Regions from separate parts of the Strix aluco genome. Here region 1 is linked to region 2. A link is a contact called in public Hi-C data. All regions are on one chromosome and are shown on one strand. Each heading gives the region's core, a stretch centred on a gene start, on an enhancer-like site or on the middle of the called end of the contact. The rest is flanking DNA. Distances are from core to core; before and after follow the strand shown. Region 1 holds the start of BCAR3 (BCAR3 adaptor protein, NSP family member). Region 2 holds the start of FNBP1L (formin binding protein 1 like).

What was found. Hi-C and Micro-C count contacts between places; a contact is called where the count stands out from the background.
Region 1: a contact with region 2 is called in a Hi-C map of brain, with 6 times the contacts expected there. The contact joins the promoter of BCAR3 here to the promoter of FNBP1L in region 2. A contact is called at or near these places in 2 of 2 Hi-C or Micro-C datasets (brain and heart).

Annotation. Positions count from the first base shown.
Region 1 is chr8:19,607,234-19,610,218 of bStrAlu1.hap1, forward strand. It overlaps BCAR3 (BCAR3 adaptor protein, NSP family member), which reads right to left and starts at 1,272. Exons shown (of 14, transcript XM_074832522.1): 1 at 957-1,272. It overlaps TRNAR-UCU (transfer RNA arginine (anticodon UCU)), which reads left to right and starts at 762; the gene lies at 762-846.
Region 2 is chr8:19,437,131-19,440,064 of bStrAlu1.hap1, forward strand. It overlaps FNBP1L (formin binding protein 1 like), which reads left to right and starts at 1,311. Exons shown (of 16, transcript XM_074832521.1): 1 at 1,311-1,493. The coding sequence starts at 1,470.

The DNA.
Region 1 (2,985 bases), core at 22-2,521, 170 kb after region 2:
AAAAACCTACAGGGCTGGAAACCACCAGTGTTAAAATAACTTGGTTCCAAGTAATTTTGGAACTGACCCTGTGTAGTTTCCATATCCTTGATGCTATGACTGTGGTTTTTGCCTGAAATGTTCACGTTTACTCCAGAAGTAGTGGACTGCTGTTAAAAGCACATTATAGACAATTGCAATCTGAGAGATGTTTGTATTTGTCAAAGCAAAACCATTTGATACAATTCATCAATGTATCACCTTCACCTGTGTAAAACGGCCGACTCCTATAAAGACATCCTTATGCAAATTTATAGATGTTTAGCAGAGCAGTTCCCCAATATAAGGCAATTGTGGAATATAATTATATTCCCCCAAAGATAGGGAATAATATTAAAAACGCTCAAGTGGGATGACGACAAGTATTTTATACTGATTACCGATGGAGTTAAAGTCAGTCTTTCACAAGAAATCATGACGTAGCCCCATGGCGAGTGCTGAACAGCGAGCTCTGGGCCCCACCCGGGACCCGGCCCTGGGCAGCGCTCAAGCGGCGCGTAGAGGCTGCTCGAGACTCGTTTATACAGCGGAACTAAGCCTACTCATACTGGTTTGAAAAAAAAAGGAAAAAAAAGACAAAGAAAAAAGGTAAAGCGTTCCTCGCTGGCGCCTGAACTCCGCTGCTCGCGGAGCCCAGGGCCAGCCCCCCGGAAGGCAGCGCGGCGCCGGCCGGGAGCGCTGCGCGCAGGCTCTATGGGCGGCGTGCAAACGCTCCAACAGGTGGCTCCGTGGCGCAATGGATAGCGCATTGGACTTCTAGAGGGTGAAGGGATTCAAAGGTTCCGGGTTCGAGTCCCGGCGGAGTCGTGTCTGCCCTTTTCCTTTTTTTTTTTTTTTTGGTTGGTGGTTTGCGGGTTTTTTTCCTTCCCCCTCCCCTTCCGGTTGAAACCTTTTTACCCCACTCTCCAGTCCCTTACCTCACCGCCGGAGCGATCCGGTCAACCGCCCTGGCGCTTCCCGGCGGCCGGCTCCCCTCAGCGCGGCTCTGCGGTCCCGCCTGCCGGCGAGCGGGGAAGGCTGGGAGCGGGCGGGGACAACGGCCGCAGCCTCCATCGAGCGTGGCAGCGCCGCGGCCGTCTCCGCTCGAACCTCCGCCGGGCCCCAGCGACGTGAAGATGCCTCACCGCCAGCGAGAAGGGTGGAGGGCCGAGGACGGGCGCCGCGGCGAGCGGCGGGAGAAGGGCTCTCCTCCTCCTCCTCGCCCCCTCGCCGGCCCGCAGGCGGCGGCGCGCGGCGCCCCGTGCAGCCCCGCGCGGCGGGCAGGGCCCGCGCGGCAGCAGCCGGCCGCGGGGGCGGCAGCGCGCGGCCCTGTGGCGGCCGCAGCACCCGCCTGACCAGCCGCCCGGAAGCAAAGCCCCGCCGCAGCGGCAACCCTGTGGAAACCCGTCAGTGCCCACAGACCCGCCTGCTGGTGCTGCTGCCCTTCTAGGACAGTCTTCGGAAATTATTTTCCTCGAAAAATAAAAACTGTCTTTCCTGGAGGCACCTCAGGGATGCCCGCGATACACTTCTGGCTAAAGTTATTGTCAAGCAACGCAACAAGCCCACAAAATGCAGTAGACTAAACTGAAGCATTTTAACACTTGAATCAACACCATCTTTTCTTCCTAACTTACACATATCTCTAAATAGAAGATGAGCCATTTTAAAAACAAAAAAATTGGTAAAACGTAAAACAGTAGCAGCACTAAACAAACCTTGATTTTTCTCAAGATTGCGTAAATTCATCTGATTCATTATTAATGAATCAATTTGTGGGGTTCTTTTAGAAACTATTTTTAATCCTGCATGTGTGACTACAGGGTCTTTTTCGAACTGTAATAATGTTTTATTTAAAAGCAATAAAGGAAAAAGTCCACATAACTGAAAAAGAAACCCACCATGAGGAACATTAACTATCACTTTTACAGCACAGTAACCCACTCAAGAATGCCATCTAGCTACAAAATATATATAGCCCTTTACAGAAACATCAGACTTTCTCAGAATTTGCAGATAAATGGCAAAACCAAAACCTCTCTACGTTAACCTTGTAAAAAGCAACCACATCATATGACAGAAGACAAAATGTTCCTCCTTGTTCAGTCACTTCCAGCAATGCATTTCAGTCCAAATACTATTTCCCTTTCACTTTTTGTATTTAAGGATAGCTTAATAAAATTTGTTTAGTTCCTAGTGAAAAAAAATTGAAGGCAGAGGCTTTTACATATACATGTTCGCATGTTGCAAGCAGTATTTACATAATCAATACTCTAAAAAAGCAGGTTAAGAGCTACAGTCCAAAAGAAAATGAGAAAATTGCTGTCTCCATTCTTGTTGGTTTTCAAGACCCGACTGTATAAAGCCCTGAGCAACCTGGTCTAACCCTGCTTTGAGCAGGAGGCTGGGCAGGGCAAGCTCTCATCATGGTCCCTTCCAACCTGCGTTATGGCAGGATTCCAAATCGCAGCAAGACCTAGGTGGGCTCCTGGGATAAAGACAGGACTATAATAATTAAGAGATCAAAAATAGTTTTATCATATGGAAAACAGCAATGATAAGAAGGCACCTTCAGTTTTAAGGAGACTTAAGTTGACTGCAGAGAGAAGATTAAAGACCTCCAAAGAAGGAAAAATGAAGAAGTATGAACAATGAGCACAACAGAGGAAAGTGAGAAGTATTTTAGTTCTGTTCCTAAACTAACCATGCCTACTAGTGGCACCACACCAGCAACACCTCAGCCACTGTCAGCCTAATCCCTTTTCCTTATAGTCTTTTGGTTGTGACATCTAGGAGATGGGCTGTACAACCACTGGGTAGTCTCTGCCCCAAGGGCAAGAAGAAAAAGAAACACTGGCAAAACCAAGGGGAGCATAAAGAAACAGGAGAAAGGAATTATTACCATCCTTACAAAACATTTCACCGACATCCAAAACAGCAAGAGGTGCACATACTAAGAAAACCCAA
Region 2 (2,934 bases), core at 61-2,560:
AATTATTCTTTCCTAATCCTGAAAGGCATGTTAATTCAAATATATATTTATTAATTATTTTTACCATTAATTTATTTCTGCTTCAGTACTAGAATCCTCAACATGTATTCTGCGTGGTATTTTCAGTAATGCATGCAATCTAGAGTTAATAATGTGTCAGTTCAACTGAAGTGTGCCCAAGTGTGGAATTTAATCTTAAGAGTCTAAAATTTGGAGGTTCAATGACCACCAGCTTGCTAAAACATACACATAGGCCACCGCAGCATGTGACGTATTTATTCATTTTGTGGATCCCCACAGACCCAAATGCATTTCTTGCGTAATGTGACTAAATATTTCACTCCAGAAATGAAGTTGGTGATCTGGTGATCACTTGCTTATTTTGATAAATTCCGATGTTAATATTATTTGAATACAGTAATTTCATATCCACCTAGAACAACCTGCATTTTCCTTTCATATGGAAAGTGGGACTAAACTGAAATTAAGCACGATGCAAAGGAACATTACCTGAAAGGTGACTTGGAAATGAAAAAATGGATTTAAGTCGTTTTTAGTGAAAACTAAATCATAAACTTTAAGTTTCATGGTCTAGAGACTGAAGACAGCAGTATTTTCACTGAGTTTTTGTTGCAGCCTATAAAAATGATTAAGTAAAAATGAGAGAAAAAACAAGAAATTGATGCCTTGAGAGGGGGACTTCAGGTGGCTTTCTGAGCCTTTGCTGTTAGTAGCTTCGTAACAGACACTTTGGTGGAAAAAAATAATCCTTTGACAAGGATTTAACATCCTTCCTTTTCCAGTTGTTGAGGAAACTCCCTGTTATAGTCATTCAACGATATGATTCATCGAACTACTCCATCACATGCCTCGCATTTCCTAGCTTCTCCATTTAGGATTTACTTACACACCTGTGGGGTTTAAAAAAAAAAAAAAAAAAAAAGCCTTCCTTGTTTCTTTCTCTTTTTTGCCACCGTGCCAGGTGCGGCGGGTGCGCCTCCCGCCTCTCCCGGGCGTGAGTCAGCGCTTTCCCGGGGGGAGGTGAGGAGGCCTCGCAGCCGGGCGGGATACAAAGACCCGGGGCCTCGTTGCCGCCTCCCGCCAGGCGCCCCCTCCTCCTCGTTCATGAGTAACGGGGACTGCGCCGCGCCGGGACCCCCCGCCGACCCACGGCCGTGGGAGGCTCCGGGGTGCGCGTGGCGCCTCGGGAGCGGCGGCCTCACCCCGTCCCGTCCCCCCGCTGCCGCCTCAGCCGGGCCCGCCCCTCTCCCAGTCTCCTTCGCGGCTGCGCCCCCCCCTCCCCGAGCCAGGCGGAGCCGGAGCTGGGAGCGACGTCGTTCCTTGCCGCCGCCTCTCCCCAGTGACCGAGGGCACCGGCGCTCCCCGGCGGGACCCCGTCTCCGGCCGACGCCCGACGCCTCCTCCCCGCCGTCGCCTCTGCTGGAGCCGGCGCTGCCCGCGAAGCAGCCATGAGCTGGGGCACGGAGCTGTGGGTGAGTCCCGGCTCGCCTCTCATTGTGTCTGGGATTCGGCGCCTTCCCTTGTCTGCGGCGGCTTCCCCGGGGGAGGCGCCGAGCGGCCGGGGCCGAGGCGGTCGCCGAGGCGCTTTGTTCGGCGCTGGGGCGGCGGGCACCGGGCGGGGGAGGTTGGCGGGGGGCGGGGGGGGTCGAGATGCGGGGGGCGGCGTAAGGGCTGGGGAGGGGGCGGCGGGTCGGGGAGCGCCTCGTCCGGGGTGCGGGCGCGCGCGCGCGCGCGGCCATGGCGCGGGCCGGCCGGGGGCGGGGGGTGGGCGCGCGCCGCCTCGCCCTCCGCCGTTCGCCCGGTAACGGCCGCGGCCGGTCGCGCTCCTTTGTGCGCGCCCCCCGCCTTCCTCCCCGGGCAGAGGAGGGCAGGGCGCTCGGTGCGAGGCGGCGGGGGCCGGCGGCGTGCTTGGGGGTGGCGTGGGGCGGGGTCCCGGCGCGGCTCGGGCTGGGGCCGGGGCCGCGGCCCGCTCCGGGTCCCCTCTGGGCGGCGGGGCCGGGCGGGCGCAGCGCTGCTGCTCTCCCGAAAACCGCCGGGCTGCTGTGACGAGAGGAGCGTTTTGAGCTGTCGCCCCTAATTGGAAGCAGCTATTGTATAGCTTTGTCTCTAAAGGCAACCCAGAGCATTGGCTAATACTGTATTGTATTTCTTTTTTTTAAAAAATACGAAGAATTGGCAGCAAGGAGACAGACAGTGTCTGTGGGCCTGTGGCTGCGCTGCGTTAGATCTTTTCTTCAACCTCCCCTCCTCCTCTGAAGGGTTTTTGGCAGTGCCAAGGGCAATAAAGAAGGGGCTTCTCCCGAGGGAATCTGCCGGAGTGAAGCACAGTGATTGCCTGCTCGCAGGCAGTTATGGGATGTTTTATTTTCTCTTGTCGGATTTCCTAATGTTGCTGCTATAACTGGAGCTGACACTGATCGTGGGAAAGCTTAACCAAAAAAAAAAAAAAAAGTACCAGGGAAGGTTTAACGTCGTCCCCGTTTTAAATGCTGCCTGCCCTTCGTGTATTTGCTTTTAAAGGCTGTGAAGCACAGACAAAGCTCAGAAAAAATAAATTGTAGAGGGCTAAACATTGCAGCTTGAAGTCTGTTCAGGAACTCTTAACTTGGACCTATCGTTTACTTTTTTTCTTTTTTTTTTTTTTTTTTTTCATTTGTAGTTGAATTAAATTCCTTTATCAGTAGTTTCTAGTACAAGGCTATTGGTCTCTAGAGGAGCAAAGATCTGCTCGGCAGCGAGACAACTAGTTCTCCGAGTGAGGTGGGGAGCCAAAGGCAGGCTGTGGCACTGCGGTCACAGTGTGTGGGCGGGGTATAGGAGTTGGGCCAGTGAAGCTCCTGAAGCCACCTGAGTAAGTCGTGTCCGGCTATGCAAAATGAAGATGTAATAGCATTGCATCGAGTGTACTACATG